Linked DNA regions of Sus scrofa: regions 2 and 3 are each linked to region 1. Evidence: chromatin contacts called from public Hi-C and HiChIP or PLAC-seq data. All regions are on one chromosome and are shown on one strand. Each heading gives the region's core, a stretch centred on a gene start, on an enhancer-like site or on the middle of the called end of the contact. The rest is flanking DNA. Distances are from core to core; before and after follow the strand shown. Region 1 holds the start of KLF10 (Kruppel like factor 10). Region 2 has its middle 39 kb from the start of AZIN1. Region 3 has its middle 70 kb from the start of AZIN1.

The links. Hi-C and Micro-C count contacts between places; a contact is called where the count stands out from the background. HiChIP or PLAC-seq counts read pairs in DNA pulled down with a chosen protein or histone mark.
Region 2: a contact with region 1 is called in a Hi-C map of alveolar macrophages, with 7 times the contacts expected there. The contact joins the enhancer-like site here to the promoter of KLF10 in region 1. A contact is called at or near these places in 5 of 5 promoter capture datasets (fetal liver, fetal skeletal muscle, liver and 1 more), 39 of 47 Hi-C or Micro-C datasets (adipocytes, adipose tissue, alveolar macrophages and 19 more) and 2 of 2 datasets of contacts at active chromatin or transcription factors (alveolar macrophages and skeletal muscle).
Region 3: an H3K27ac HiChIP or PLAC-seq map of skeletal muscle shows a contact between it and region 1. The contact joins the enhancer-like site here to the promoter of KLF10 in region 1. A contact is called at or near these places in 1 of 5 promoter capture datasets (liver), 7 of 47 Hi-C or Micro-C datasets (embryonic fibroblasts, liver and skeletal muscle) and 2 of 2 datasets of contacts at active chromatin or transcription factors (alveolar macrophages and skeletal muscle).

Annotation. Positions count from the first base shown.
Region 1 is chr4:34,427,128-34,432,099 of Sscrofa11.1, forward strand. It overlaps KLF10 (Kruppel like factor 10), which reads left to right and starts at 3,005. Exons shown (of 4, transcript NM_001134344.2): 1 at 3,005-3,164. The coding sequence starts at 3,129.
Region 2 is chr4:34,263,311-34,268,282 of Sscrofa11.1, forward strand. No RefSeq gene overlaps it. Among named protein-coding and RNA genes, the nearest start is that of AZIN1, 39 kb to the left of the region's middle. Within about 2 kb of position 1,966, at least 62 of the 83 cell types and tissues checked have an H3K27ac peak or open chromatin away from gene starts, as enhancers often do. A contact at or near this core is called in adipose tissue, alveolar macrophages, embryonic fibroblasts and 9 more, where this site is marked.
Region 3 is chr4:34,294,131-34,299,102 of Sscrofa11.1, forward strand. No RefSeq gene overlaps it. Among named protein-coding and RNA genes, the nearest start is that of AZIN1, 70 kb to the left of the region's middle. Within about 2 kb of position 2,276, at least 11 of the 83 cell types and tissues checked have an H3K27ac peak or open chromatin away from gene starts, as enhancers often do. A contact at or near this core is called in alveolar macrophages, liver and skeletal muscle, where this site is marked.

The sequences.
Region 1 (4,972 bases), core at 1,755-4,254:
TCAGGTGTGCTCTCTCTAGAGCTTCCTATCCTCTCATTAGGTTTTCAGCTTAAAAGTCTCCTCCTCAAAACAAGCTTCTCTTATCTCCCAAAGCAAACTAGCTGCCCACAATCACAGGCACAATCCTATCACTCTACTGCAAGTCTATGCATTGTAATTAACTTAGTGTCATAAGTGATTATATATATATATATATATATGTATATATATATATAGTCTCCTTATCTTTGTCTTCCCATCCAAGCCTTTTGAGAGCAGGGACCTGGCCTGTCTTATTCATTGCTATTGTCCCAGTACCCACAACACATGTACTCAACAAATATTGTTGAATGGAGCAGATAAAGGAACATCACAGTATTTACTGAATAAGGATGTGGCCATGGGCAAGGGTGTGTCTGGGTGGAAGATGACCATTGGGAGGGTGGGGAGGGTTGGGGGCAGAATGGAATGGGCTTTTCTTCCCTAGGCAGCAGGAGCAAAGGATAATTTTTAAGTAGGGAGTGTCATGATTGCATCAGGACTTTCAAAAAGCCCACTCTGGTTTTAGTGTAGAGAGTTTGGCACTGGGGGTGCCAGTGGGGCTGGGACTGGGGCTTGGGTGAGGAGAGCACAGATTGTTTAAAGAGTTGATGCCAGACTGGCCTAGAGTGACATTTGAGTGACAAATGGAAAGTAAGGGAAGAGAGGTATTCCTGAGGCAAGACTGCTGGCATCTGGGGACCTACTGGATTCAGGGCTTTGGGGGAGAGGTGAAGGCTGGAGATGAGAGCCGCATATGGGAAGAAGTAAAAACAAGGATTTTAGTTTTGGTTACTTTGAGTCTGAGGTGCGTGAGGAACATCTTTCTCTGAATCTCTAGGAATTGTGCCACCGCCACACTGTTTCTCCTACCCCTTCTTTTCTTTCCTGTTTTGAATCACTCCCACAAGCCATAAATGCTCCCTGCTTCTCAGCACGCTGGGGCACTATGCCAGCAGGCCCCACATTCCTGAGGAAGGGACCAAGTTCAGACCTGGAGGCCTGGCTGTGGCCACCGGAGGGGGGTGGCTCCCTGACAGGAAGGAAGGCTGGGCTGCCGGCTGGGCACAGGCAGGAGCTTCCTCTGCTGCAGCAGGTGCCCAGGGCCAGCTGCTCCAGTACCCTTAGGTTCAGATCAACAGGATGGGACAGCCCAGGCGGAAGGAAGCCAGCAGGGAGGAACACCCCTGCAGACAGAAGCTGGGGCATGGGATAGAGGGGAGACAGGAAGAGCTGCCTGGGCTGCTGAGCTGGCGCTCGTCCAGCAGATTCAGGCGAGGCTGTGACAGGAGGCCATTCAGTCCTCTTCCCCTCTCGCAGTGGGCGGCTCTGGCCTTGGTTGATTGCTACTACTGTTGTTGGCTAGCCTGGGCCTTAGATATACAAGAAGAGATATTCCAGAAGGAACCATTAAAAGATGTTCATAGATGTGGCTGTTTTTAAAATAATTCATTCCCTTTTCTATACTCATTTTGTGATTATTGGGAAAGAGGACACTTAAACTAGCCGTTCAGTTACACACAGAGGCGAGACACCTGGAGGAAGGCGCAGTGATTTGTGACCTGTGTTCAGACCTCGGAAAGAGAAAATCTCCTTTGCTTTAAGCCGAGTTATCATTGCCCTCTCCAACAACAGCTGCCATGAACAGACACCAAAAGGCCAAAAGGGGGCAAATAGCCAAAGCAGAACCGTAGTCTCGCATTCTGGAAACCCCAGACCGCCTCAGATCAGCCAGTGGGTCAGGGCGGGGGGGTTGGGGGGGGTGGGGCCGGTGCTTTCGCCGGCCGGGGACGGGGGTGGGGTTGGGGTGGGGTGGGGGTGGGGATTGTGTCTTTGATTTGATGGGCATTTCCACTGCAACCCACCCGCAGGCGTGCCCTGCCTGGCGCCAGGCGACCCTAGAAGACCCCGCCCCACCGCATCCCCACCCCATCCCCAGCAGCAGTTTCCTGGCAGAGCGTTTCCGGAGGCCTTGGCCTGGGGTGTGTGTGGGGGTAGGGTCTACCTTTGAAACAGCTGGTAGACTGCAATTTAAACTTTAGAGCGAGCTCAAAACTCGATTCTGCAAACGAGCGCCGGCGCCAGAGAAAGATAAGAACTCTAGTCTATGGCTCCCCATCACCCCCTTGGTCTAGTTCTCGGGGCTTCCTGCCGTCCCCACAGCATTCTCTCCACCGCCCAGGAGGAAGGATGGGCGGGGCGGACGGGGGCGGGCAATGCCGCAGGCAGCGCAGATGGAGAGGGCGAGCCCGCGCCGCCGGCCCTGGCGTGGGCGGGGGGCGCAGGAGCAGGTGTCCGCATAGTGACAGGATTCCCTTCCCTCTCCTACCCTCCCTTGGTGCTATCCAGGGCTCTGCGAGTCAGAACCCTGCAAATGCTCCAAAAATGCAGCTCAGTCGGTCACCGGGCTCTGTTTTCTCGCCAGACGCGCAAGGGGACGGCGCTTCCAAATGCAAATCTCTTGGCTCGGGACCCTTGGCTTGCAGCCACTGCCTCCCCCGCCTGGCTACCCGGCGTCCCGCCTACCCCGCGGAGAGCCGAGATGGGGCCTCGTGCGGCGGGGACAGGGCGGAGCGGGCATCCTTCCCCACCTCCCACGTGGGGCCGGCCCTCCGCAGTCCCTGGGCGCGCCGCCGCTGCCGCGCCTCCGGGCTAGGCCCCCGTTCTCAGCGCCGCCCCCCACCCAGGCCAGGGAGGGGGAACTACAGGCGGGGGCGTGGATGAGGGGTGGGGGCGGTGTCACTGAGTCAGGTGGCGGCGGGAGTTCCCTCGGGCTGGGCCGAGGGAACACGCTGCCGGGGATTGTGTACACGCTCCACTGACACAAGCTTCACGCTGCCGGGCAGCCGCTGATCACGCGTGGCTCCGCTAGCCCATTGGCCGGCGCCTCACACACCTTTGTCGCTGATTGGCCGATAGCAGGCTCCGCCCCCACCCCCTCCCGCGGCGCGGGGCAGGCGGAGCAGCTACCTGAATGGGGAGGGGGCAGACGGCGCGGAGCGCGGCGGCGGCGGGAGTGGCGTCGAGTGTCTCTGGGCGCCCGTCTGTGGCCAGGCAGCCAACCAGCCTAGCAGCCAGTCAGCTCGCCGCGGGCGGCCAGGCAGCCAACCATGCTCAACTTCGGCGCTTCTCTCCAGCAAGCTGCGGTAAGTCACCTGGGGATGCCCCTGTCCTTCCTGGCCTATGCTGCGTCTGAGGGGCCCCCGGGGGGCGCGAAGCCTGAGCCCCGTGACATCAGCCACGCCGGAGGACGGGGGCTGCAGTGGAGTCGTAGGAGAGGAAGGGGCTTTCTGTGTGCAGACCGGTCTTTAGTGACGGCGTGCGTAGTGAAGAGGGTCAGGAGAAGCAGGCTGGGGTCTAGAGACGAAGGGAGAGGGGGTTCTTGCTCTAGGTGTAATGAGGGAAAGGGTCAGCTCTGCCGGGAGACCTGAAGCAGGTGAGGGGGAGGATGACTGGAGGGGTGGCAAGAGTGGGGTGGGGGCTGCTACCCTTTCAGCGAGGATAGGAGGTGTGGAAGGAGGAGGGGGGTGAGGGGGCCACCCTGCACCTGGTGCTGTAGAGAGCTGCCTCTGTCTAGATCAGGAATGCAACCCAGGGTGGGAGAGTAGTGCTTGCGAGGATTTGCGGGGCAAGGTGTCCGCAGGAGAGGAAAGGGGGCTCCCCATTTAGGCGGTCTGAACGGAGGCTTGCGGGACGGGGGCTGCTCAGCAGATAGCCGACCACTGGGGGAGGGGCGACTGGCAGGAGCGTGGGGGATGGCACGCGGCCCCGGGACCCCTGAGGGGGGCCGCGGAGTTGCCCCCCCCCCGACGTCTGGAGGGACTTCCCATTCCCGGGGCAGGCAGGTGGCCACACTCTGAGCACCTCTCGGAGGGGGCAGAGAGCCGCCTCGGCGATGTGAGGGTGGGAAGCGGGACCCAGCAGCAGGGCGGAGAAGGTGGGCGGGGGGAGCCGGGCCGCGAGACGCGGGGGCAGCGTGTTAAGGCGGGAGCCGCAGGCCGTGGGGCCGCGCGTCTGGAGCCGGGGCCTGTTGGGGCTGCACGTCTGGGAACTCGTGGAGATGCGCAACGGGCTGGGGCCGGAGCTGCAGGAAACCTCGGGGAGGGGGCGCCGCATCTTCGGGGAGAGTCAGGGTGGTCCGAAATCCCGCGGGCGGCGTGGGCGGGAAGCGCAGAGGGCTCGGCTAGGTCCCCGGGGGCTGCGGCCGGAGGAGGGCGGGGGCCGGGTTTCCGCGGGGACCCGGCTCCTCCCCCGGCAGCTGAGGCGGAGGCTGGGGGTGGGCCGGGAGCGGGTGCGCTCGGGGAGCTTCTCGTCCCCGAGTGACCCAGCTCCGGCCTCCGCCAGGGGCGGGAGCAAAGCCCGGCCCCGCTGTCGGTTCCTAAGGGAACGGCGGCTCGCTGGGAGTTGGAAGGGGCGGGCGCTCCCCGGCCCAGGGCCCCGCCCCTCCCCGCGGGCTGGGGCGCGCACTGCCGGGCGGTTGGCGGCGGCGCCCGCGGCCCCTCCCCCGGCCCGGCGCGAGGGCGGGGGCCCGCGGGCTCAGGAAGTAGGTGAAAGGTGACGGCGCGGCAATTCCCAGTTCACGTTTCCTGCGCCGCCCGGAGCAGCCGCTGATCACGCTTTGTTCACATGCCTCGCCCCCTCCTCCTCCTCCTCCGCGCCCCGCCCTCCGAGGCCCAGCCAATCCCAGCCCGGGCCGCCCGGCCAGCTGGCCAATGGCGGAGGCAGGGAAGCGGGGACGTGCGAGCGGCGAGGAATGTTCCCAGTGACTCACCCGCGAGCCTCATTGAGGTTAGGGCGGCCCCATCTGTCTGTCCCCGCCAGCGAGGATCTCCCCCGCCGTCCGCCCCCGCCCCTCGTCTGCCTCCCCCGCCCGCGCCTCCGCCCGCGCTTCCCTTTCCTGCCTAGCGCCCCACTCCCAGTCCTCCTCCCCTCCCGGCTTCTTTTCCGGCCCTTC
Region 2 (4,972 bases), core at 716-3,215, 160 kb before region 1:
GATACCGTAGCATCTTTTTGGCCGCATAGGCCCGTGGATGGCGGTGTTTGTTTGGGGGGAATTTGGCTGCTCTCAGTGGGGTCCACTAGAACAAGCATAGCCTTGGAAGAAACAAAGGCAACCGCACAAGTGCTGAAGTCCATTGGTTTGAAGGTGGTGGCTTGGTGTAGGGAAGGTGTGGCCACATCCAAAAATCTAACCCAATCATATCCTTCCCTTTCTCACCACACCCCACATTCAATCACATCTCATCAACTGGCACCTCAATTACCTGGGGCTACCAAGCACCCAGAGTGTGTAAGAGACAGAGGTAAATGGGAAAACACGAGCTCACAGCAGAGACATCATCAGACCCTTGATGTGCCCAGAGGTTAGTGCATCTCTCTCTTTTTTTGTTGTTTTTGGTTTGGTCTTTTTAGGGCCACACCCATGGCATATGGAGGTTCCAAGGCTAGGGGTCAAATAGGAGCTGCAGCTGCCAGCCTACACCACAGCCACAGTAATGCGGGATCCGAGCCGTGTCTGCAACCTACACCATAGCTCATGGCAATGCCGGATCCTTAACCCACTGGGCAAGGCCAGGGATCAAATCGGCATCCTCATGAATACTAGTCAGATTTGTTTCTGCAGAGTCACGTTGAGAACTCCCAGTACATCTCTTCAAACTCAAAATTCAGAATGGTCTGGGAACTCAAAAGTTTTTTGGTTTAGTTTGGGGAAAACTCACTCATTTAACCTCAAAACCTGACTGAAGGGACGTGAAGCTGTTGACAGTGTTTATCTTACTTGATGTGAATAGTCCTACATTTTGCTGGAGAAATGTAGTGTGTTTGATTACAGAGTGTTTGTTGTTCCAGAGCCTGCAGCTGGTAGTGATGGTGGTGGTGTTACCATATACATAGACTGTGAATAATTCTGAATTCCAGACACATTCCTTCAGATTCTAGAAGGTGGTTAGTGGACCATTCTAGTATCAGTCTTTTACTACTCAGGGGAACATACAAAAGAATTTAAGCATGCTAAAAATGATGATCATGAAAGTGTGAAAAGCATGATCCCATGTTGGTAGAGCCAACGTTTGATTTTTGAGCACCCAGAACACTGCTAAACCGTGTTCTAGACACTGAGGGTGGAGCAGTGAACAAAACAAGGCCTGTGAGTTCTCAGAGCTGACAATGCTACATTTTAAAAATTCCAGGAGTTCCCCTGTGGTAGTGGAAACAATCTGAATAGTATCCATGAGGATGCAGGTTTGATCCCTGGCCTCACTCAGTGGATTAAGGATCTGCCGTTTCTGTGAGCTGTGGTGTAGCTCACAGATGTGGCTTGGATCTTGGCGTTGCTGTGGCTGTGGTGTAGGCCAGCAGCTGTAGCTCCGATTGGACCCCTAGCCTGGGAACCTCCATATGCTGCAGGTTGGGCCCTAAAAAGCAAATTAAATAAATAAATATGCTGTAAAGGATGCGCGCGTGCACACACACACAAATTTAAAGATATGAAGCCCTGGAAGGGCAGTCACTAAAATTCCAGAAGTGTTTATTTCTAGATACAGGCATTAAGAGTAATTTTTTTCTTTTTTCTCTCTGCATTTCCAAATTTTCCTGCAATGCTCAGGACTTATTTTTGAATTTGTTTCTTTTTTTTTCTAAGAATGGCATCGTTAACTGAACAGTAATTTCTACCAGCTCTCCTCCTGGCAGGTGCGGATGGAGTCTCTGTGCAGTTCCGAAACCCCACCAGCAGAGGGCGCTGCGGTCGCGGGGCTCAGGGCGGAGCCGCCGCTGCGCTTTTCTCCCCAGCAACACCGGCCGGCGCGCGGCTCCGGAGGCGCGGCCTCCCGGTTTCCCCTGCCGGGCCTCCCCCTCGCCCCGCCTTCCGCCCGCCTCCCGCCCAGCAGGGGCGGTGGCCGCCGTGCCGCGACCTCGCCCGCGCCTCGCCCCTTGGGCCCGGGCCGACTCGGGCCCGAAGGGCGGAGCCCTGGCTCCTCGCAGACCTACCCGCGTGGTGCAGGAGGGAGGAGGGAGCCCGGCGCCCGGCCTCGCCCGCCCGGGCCGCCTGCCCCCCGCCCGCCCCCGGCGCCGCCCTCCCTCTGCCCCCGCCCGCCCCCGGCGCCGCCCTCCCTCTGCCCCCGCCCTGCCGCAGGGTCGGCCGGGCAGCGGCTGACTCGTACTTTGGAGCCGGATGGGGAGACGTGACCGCCGAGACACGGGCTGCGCCGGGAACAGGCGCGGGGGCGGGAGGGGGAGGCCGAGTTTCTGGGCACCTGGCGGCCGGGCGGATGGGGAGGGCAGCCGCCGCCCCCTCCCCCCGCGCTGAGTTCCCAGGGGAGGGGAAGGGAAGTGGGCTCCTCCCCGCCACGGGGCCCCAGCCCTGGGCCTCGTGTGTGCGCGCGCCGGCTCTCCTTCCTCCGCTCCTCTGCCCCGCCGCGCCCGGGCAGAGTCTGGTTTAGAAGGGTGGCCACGTTACCATTCCTGTCCGCTGAAGGTGCTCAGGCCTCCCGGGACGGAGAAATTTATGCAGTAAGATGCAGCCGCAATTGAGTCCTGGCCTCTGTCCAAGCTCAGTTTTCTAATCTGTAAAATGGGAAAGAGAATACCTACCTCCCAGTAGGCCCGTAGGTTTTCACACCAGGAAGCTTGTGATGCTCCAAGGAGATGTGCCGGGGAGAATTCCAAAGGAGAGCAGAATTATCCCATTCCCAAATCCAAAAAAAGGGCCATCTTGGTATCTCTACTGCATTTCCTAAGCTGTTTAACAATCTCTTGCCCTCACTTTGGCCAGGAAAGACCACCAAACACTGATTACCCTTCATAGAGTTTCCTCTTCTGTAATGGGGATTAAAAGGGAGGAGAGTGCACAAGCATTTCAGGGGCCGTCTTACTCTTTGGGTTAAATGCCCCAACCCTAGGATTAAGTGTGGCTTTTCTGGAGCTCTGATTGTAAACAAAGCTTAAGATGAAATACCCTGGTCCTTTAGAGTCAAAAGGTGGGGAGGGGTCATCCTACTACATTTAAGATGCAGATTCCAAGCCCTTCTCTGCTACTTGCTACTGTGGCTACTTTACCAAGTATTGAATATCGCTCAGCCTCAGTTTTCTTAGCAGTCAAATGGGAACACAGCACTGCTTTGTGGTGATAGGGTCAGGTACCCAGGGCGAATCTCCGACTTTCGCAGACCCTCATGAGTCAGTGAGGCAGCATTGTGTTGTCATTTGTCAGGAAATTCTCCTTATAGCTCTAGATCCTCCCCAGGCTTCAGGCTGTATTTCTGCGGCTCAGTCCCGGGAGAGAACCACTGGTCAGCCCCTTGTTCATTGATGTCATCTTCCAAGCAGAGAGGCAACTGCCAAGCTCCTCAGCCTGCCTTTCCTCACCCCTGGCCTCAGATATGGTATCAGGGTCCTCCCCAGGGAAATGGGGGAGGACAAATGCTGAGAGAACTGAGGTCCAGACCTGGAGATTTCCCCTAAATTTGTGAAAGGAATTACTAGCAAATCAGGAAGAAGAAAATGCTATGGAAAACTACCCCTGTGCTGGGGGGATTTATCTCAAGGCCCTCACAAGAACCCGGGCAGGAATCATCACTGCCTTTTTGCCTGTAAGGAAGCAGAGGATCTGCTGCCCAGGTCCCCAGTCTGTCCTTAGCTGGGCCCTCCTCCACCCCAGAGGACTCGTGAGTGTCTCAGGAGAAGGTGCTACCTCCACCTTGGCCTCTTCCATGTGTGTGTTGGGAAATGGCCGCAACTGCTACTGACACCAGGTTCTCTTGCCAGTGAGTTTCCTGGTGGTTATCCCTGGCTTGAAAGGCCAAGTGGCTCTTGGGAAACACACAGAAGCCTCCCCCTCCCTTCCTGTTGGAAACTTTGGCCTCAGGCGTAGAGTGGATGCCTGGGAAACACATTTCAGCTCCAGCCTCAGAGAGTCCAACTGCTCCTGGAGCTCTGCCAAGGCCGCTCTCAGGGATTGTGGGAGTTGGGAAGTCTGAAGGCCAGGAGGCCCCGCTCCCATGTGGGCCTCATCTCTGGACACGCTTGCTGGTGACCATCTGCGTGAGTGGTTCTCATCCCTGGCTGCCCTTGGAAAGAAGGCCGATGCCTGGGCTCCACCGCAGACCAATGAAATCCCATTTCTGGGAGGGGGCCCATGCTCCAACACTTAGGTTTTCTGAAGCATCCCCGGCTAATTCCCATGTGCTGTCGCCGGGGATGAGAAACACGAAGGGAGATCAATACCAACAGACAGTCAAAGGACAGAATAGCCAAGTATTTAAAATCTGAGCAAAAGATTTAGATAGCAACGAATAGAAGCCACCCAGGGCAGGAAGACGCCCACAGCCCTGGCTGGGCAGGACTGTGGAATTCTTGGAAAGAATCTATCTATCCATCAGGGAACTGGCATGACTTGGTGCCTAGGAGCAGAGGGCAGAACCCTGTGGCTCCAGGTCCCTGTGGGTCACTATATCTGCTTCTGAGAGCCACATCTGTGCTACCTGGCCAGGCCCCTGATGTGCCTGTGCATTCCTCTAATGCAACTGCATTGCTTGCTATTCTGGGAACTCACCCTGCTCTTTCCTCCCTCTTGGGTTTTGGTTCCAGGCGTTTGTTTCCGTCTGAAACATCCTTTCCCCATCTGTTAAATCCTTGCTCTTCAAGGCCCCTGCCCTAATGCCAGCTCCACCAGGAAGCCTCTACCAGGGCCTCTGTAAGCACCTGTACCCCACTTCCCACTCTGTCACTGCTCAAACTGTGCCCAGGCTATCTCCCTGGCCAGATACAGGGAGGGCAAGGACAGTCAGACCCCTCTGTGCCCTTTCCTCCCCTTGCCTGTCAGAGCGGGTGGAGGACACCTTGCTTGGAGGAGCCACACATTTCCTGAATGCTACAGAATTTATCCCTGTTTCAGGACAGGGTGGACAGTCACAAAGACAAATCCTCTCTGCCCATGCCCCTTCCTGATAGCTCCCTAGCCCGTC
Region 3 (4,972 bases), core at 1,026-3,525, 130 kb before region 1:
GTGTGCAATTCAGTTGTATCCGATTAGAATATTCAGTGCTATAGATCCATCACCCTTCTAGTTCCAGAACATTTTCATCACTCCCCAAAGAACCCCCATCCATTACGTAGACATTCTTCATTACCTTCTCTCTTCCAGCCCTTGGCAACCACTGATTTATTTCCTGTCTCAGTGGATTTGCCTATTCTGGATATTCTATATAATTGAAATCATAAAATGGATTGCCTTTCGTGTCTGGCTTTTCGCTTATAATATTCCTCCACGTCATAGCACGTGGCAGTAGTTCCCCCTTGTTATGACTGAATGATTCTCTACTGTATGGATAGATCACATTCTGTTTATCCATTCATCAGTTGATCCACATTTGTTTCCACCTTGGTTTTTTTTTTTTTTTTTTTTTTTTGTCTTGTCTTTTTAAGACTGCACCTGCGGCATATGGAGGTTCCCAGGTTAGGGGTCAAATTGGAGCTGTAGCTGCTGGCCTACACCAGAGCCACTGCAATGCAGGATCTGAGCTGCATCTGTGATCTACACCACAGTTCATGGCAATGCCAGATCCTTAACCCACTGAGCAAGGCCAGGGATTGAACCTGCGTCCTCATGGATACCAGTCAGGTTCGTTTCCGCTGAGCCACGACAGGAACTCCTGTTTGTTTCCACCTTTTGGCTATAATGCTATGATGAACATTTGTGTACCAGTGTTTGAACACCTGTATTCAATTCTCTTGGCTATATATCTGGGAGTGGAATTGCTGGATCATATGGTAACTCTCTTACTCTCCTTTTGAGGGTCTGCTAGGCCGTTTTCTACAGTGGCTGCTGCATTTTACATTCTCACCACCAATGTAGGAGGGTTCTGATTTCTTTGATTTTTTTTTTTTTTTTTTTTTTTTAAGGCTGCACCTGCGGCATATGGAAGTTCCCAGACTAGGGATAGAATCGGAGCTGCAGCTTCCAGCCTACATTAGAGCCACAGCAACAGGGGATCCAAGTCCTGTCTGTGACCTACACCACAGCTAACGGCAACACTGGATCTCCAACCCACTGAGTGAGGCCAGGGATTGAACCCGAATCCTCTTGGATCCTAGTTGAGTTCATTAACCGCTGAGCCACGAAGGAACTCCTGTTTCCGATTTCTCCACATCCTCGCCAACACTTGTTATTCTGTGCTTTTTGGATTATAGCCATCTTAGTGGGTGTGAAATGGTATCTCATGGTGTTTTTGATTTGCTCAATACTTTTTTTTTCTTTCTTTTTTGGGCCACACCTGTGGCATATGGAGGTTCCCAGGCTAGGGGTCGAATCGGAGCTGTAGCTGCCGACCTACACCACAGCCACAGCAACGCCAGATCCGAACCTTGTCTGCGACAGCTCGTGGCAACACCAGATCCTTAACCCACTGAAAGATGCCAGGGATTGAACCCTCGGGCTCATGGATACTAACTGGTCGGTTTCGTTACCACTGAACCACGATGGGAACACCTCAATAGGTATTTTTGACTTAGTGGTGGATGACACAGGAGAAAGGAGTTAGGAGCCTTAATTGCCTTAATTAGCAAGGACATTAATACTACTTGGCTGCAGCCGGGAAAGCAGAGAAGCATGCTCTTTGGGCCTCATCTATCTTTCCTCGCCCTGGTGGGTGGAGCATAGGTGGCAAACTCAAAGGCTTACGGGCACCCAATGCCAGAGGAGAGAGCCAGAGGGGTGAGTGCTCATGCATATGTGTGTGTATTGGGGCGTGGGCACCTGATGAACAGTGGGGCATTAGCTCTCCCTCCAAGGGCAGACGCTGCTTAGCACGGCTTTCTTACTGCCAAGTGGTAACTCGACCTGGGCCTGGCCACACTCTGGATCGAAATAAGATTTTTATGTGAAATCTTCCCATTTTTACATGATGGCACGGACATTTTTAAACCATTGTCTGGGGGCGTTTCTCATGAGGCAGAGCCTCCCTCTCAGGGGCGGCGTCTCTGGGGGCAGACTTGGGAATCAAGCCTTCTCTCTATCCCCCTCCTCCCCCAGGCAGTTGGATGCCCCTGGCGTTTGAGAACCACCAGATGGGTGTTGTGAGGAAAGGAGCGTTCCACGCGGAGGAGGCCTGGCCGGGCAGGATCATGTTCCCTGTTGGTGCCGGCCTTGGAACGCCCATGGCCCTGTCCCAGTTTCCCAGGGAAAACAGCCGGGCACAGCACATACTTACAGGTGCCAGGAACAGGGAGGGGCAGAGAAGGCCCTGCAGGGAGAGCACACCCCCTCCCCAGCCTGGCTCTGGCTCCACAGCCCCATGTGGTCAGACACCCGTGCCCGTGGCTTTTACCCTAGTGGGCAGTGCTGCTGCAAGCCCTGGTGGCTGTGGCTTCCTGGTGAACTTTCTCTGGATGGGAAACCTTTGGGGAGGCGGCCCAAATAAAGATGTCAAGTTCTAGGAAGAGGCCAGTTGCAGGCCTATGGACAGATGGGTATTAAGCAATATGTTTGTTGGTCTCTTGCTTAATTGTCACAACTGCAGTTAAAACGAGTAGTTAGACTCATAGACATGGAGAGCAGATGGGTAGTTGCCAAGGGGGAGGAGGAGAGAGTGGGATGGACGGGGAGTTTGGGGTTAGTAAATGCAGACTATTGCATTTAGAATGGATGGGCAATGAGGACCTGTCGTATAGCACAGGGAACTATATCCAGTCATTTGTGATAGCACATGATGGAGAATAATAGAAAAAGTATATATATATATATAAGACTGGGTCACTTTGCTTTACAGCAGAAATTGGCAGAACATTGTAAATCAACTATTATATTAAAAAAAAAAACAACCTAGCAGTTCTCTGGCAAGAATGTTTTGTAAATCAACAGGTTCCTCTTCAACAGCTGTGAACCAGCTGGCTTCTGTAAATTGTTTATTTGGAAACCACCATGATAGTTCTCAGGGTTTACCTGGTGATTTGGGATGCTCTGTGGGAATAGTATTCTAATCTGGTGTTTCCATCGTGGCTCAGCGGAAATGAATCTGACTAGTATCCACAAGGGCGCAGTTTCAATCCCTGGCCTCGCTCAGTGGGTTAAGGATCCGGCGTTGCCATGAGCTGTGGTGTAGGTCACAGACGTGGCTCAGATCCCACATGGCTGTGGCTGTGGCATAGGCCAGTGGCTATAGCTCCTATTTGACCCCTAGCCTGGGAACCTCCATATGCCACATATGCGGCCCTAAAGAGACAAAAAAAAAAAAAAAAATCGAATTCAATATTAACAGGTTCAAGAACTACAGAGTGTTCCTTCTGCATCTGTGTCCCCAGTCAGCTCGCTCGTGGTGAGGTATATGGAAGGAGCAGATGTATTTTTTGGCAAAGAGAGCGACACGGAGGAACAGATAAACCTGGGGTTCATCTTTATGGGGATGATCATCAAAGGGACCCATTCCACTCACAATCCCCAACCCCCAAAACTCATTTACAAGTTGTAGTCAAAGAAGGACCTTTGGTTGCTTTCCCCAACGGCAAGTAATAGGCAACAAATTAATAAGCTATGTTTCTATGTATATTTCTATCCCTGAAGGGTCTATTTAAGCAACTTCTTCTGCCTAGCTTACTCTCAGCAACTATTTTTAGTAGTTAAGAACCATAATAAACATAAAATGTAACTGCCGTAAAGCTGTATAATAGTCTTAATACCTGAAAAAGAATGCCACACTTAGTCAAGATTACAGGTGATAAGAATGAGAGCTAACTGGAGTGCCCATAGTGGCTCAGTGGTTAACGAATCCGACTAGGAACTATGAGGTTGCGGGTTCAATCCCTGGCCTTGCTCAGTAGGTAAAGGATCCGGCATTGCTGTGAGCTGTGGTATAGGTCACAGACACGGCTCAGATCCCAAGTGGCTGTGACTCTGGCATAGGCGGGGGCTACAGCTCCGACTGGACCCCTAGCCTGGGAACATCCATATGCCGCGGGAGCGGCCTAAGAAATGGCAAACACACACACACACAAAGAATGAGAGCTGATTTACGCAGCTCTTACCGCAGGCTGGGCTCAGTACTAAGTGCTTTACTTGGATTAGCTCACTTAATCTTTACAGCTCTGGGAGATTTGATACCCAAACCATTTGGCCAGGGGAATAATACCACTATTTGACAGAGAGGGAACCTGAATCTTACAGGCTGAATGTGCTGGGTGCTTTATTTGGTTCCTATCGTGTAAGCCTCAGGCTGGTCCTGTGCGATTCCCCTTCCAACAGCCACATGGAAAGTATGACCTTTTTAATGGATGAGGGACCGGTCATGTCAAGGCGTTAAACTGCCCCAGCTCACACACCAGGTATATTAGTCTAAGGAGGGTGGATTTGAACTCAGGGATGCAGGTCCAGAACCCATCCTTTTTTTGCTTTTTAAAGCTGCCCCCAGGCTTGGGGTAGCCACTGGCTTACCCACAGCCACAACAACACCAGATCCGAGCCGTGTGTGACCTTCACCACAGCTCACGACAACGCTGGATCCTTAACACATTGATCGAGGCCAGGGATCAAACGCACATCTTCATGGATCCTAGTCGGGTTCGTTAATCTCTGAGCCATGAAGGGACCTCCTAGGATGCATCCTTGAACCTCTAGGTTATATCAGGCAGTGAAACAAGGTTAGACAGCCAGACACCGAACCTGTTGTGGCTTAATGGCTTAAGGACCCGATGTTGCATCTGTGAAGATATGGGTTTGATCCCTGGCCTTGCTCAGTGGGTTAAGGATCAAGTGTTGCCACAAGCTGTGGTGTAGGTCACAGACGGTGTTGCTGTGGCTCTGATGTAGGCCTTGGCTGCAGCTCTGATATGACCCCTGGCCCAGAAACTTACATATGTTGCAGGTACAGCTATAAAAAGGAAGAAAAATGAATTTGATCTTATCTGTGCCGATGGGGAACGGTATACATGATAAAGTGAAAAGGGCTAGTTGCTAATTAATATGCATAGCATAATACCACTTAAAA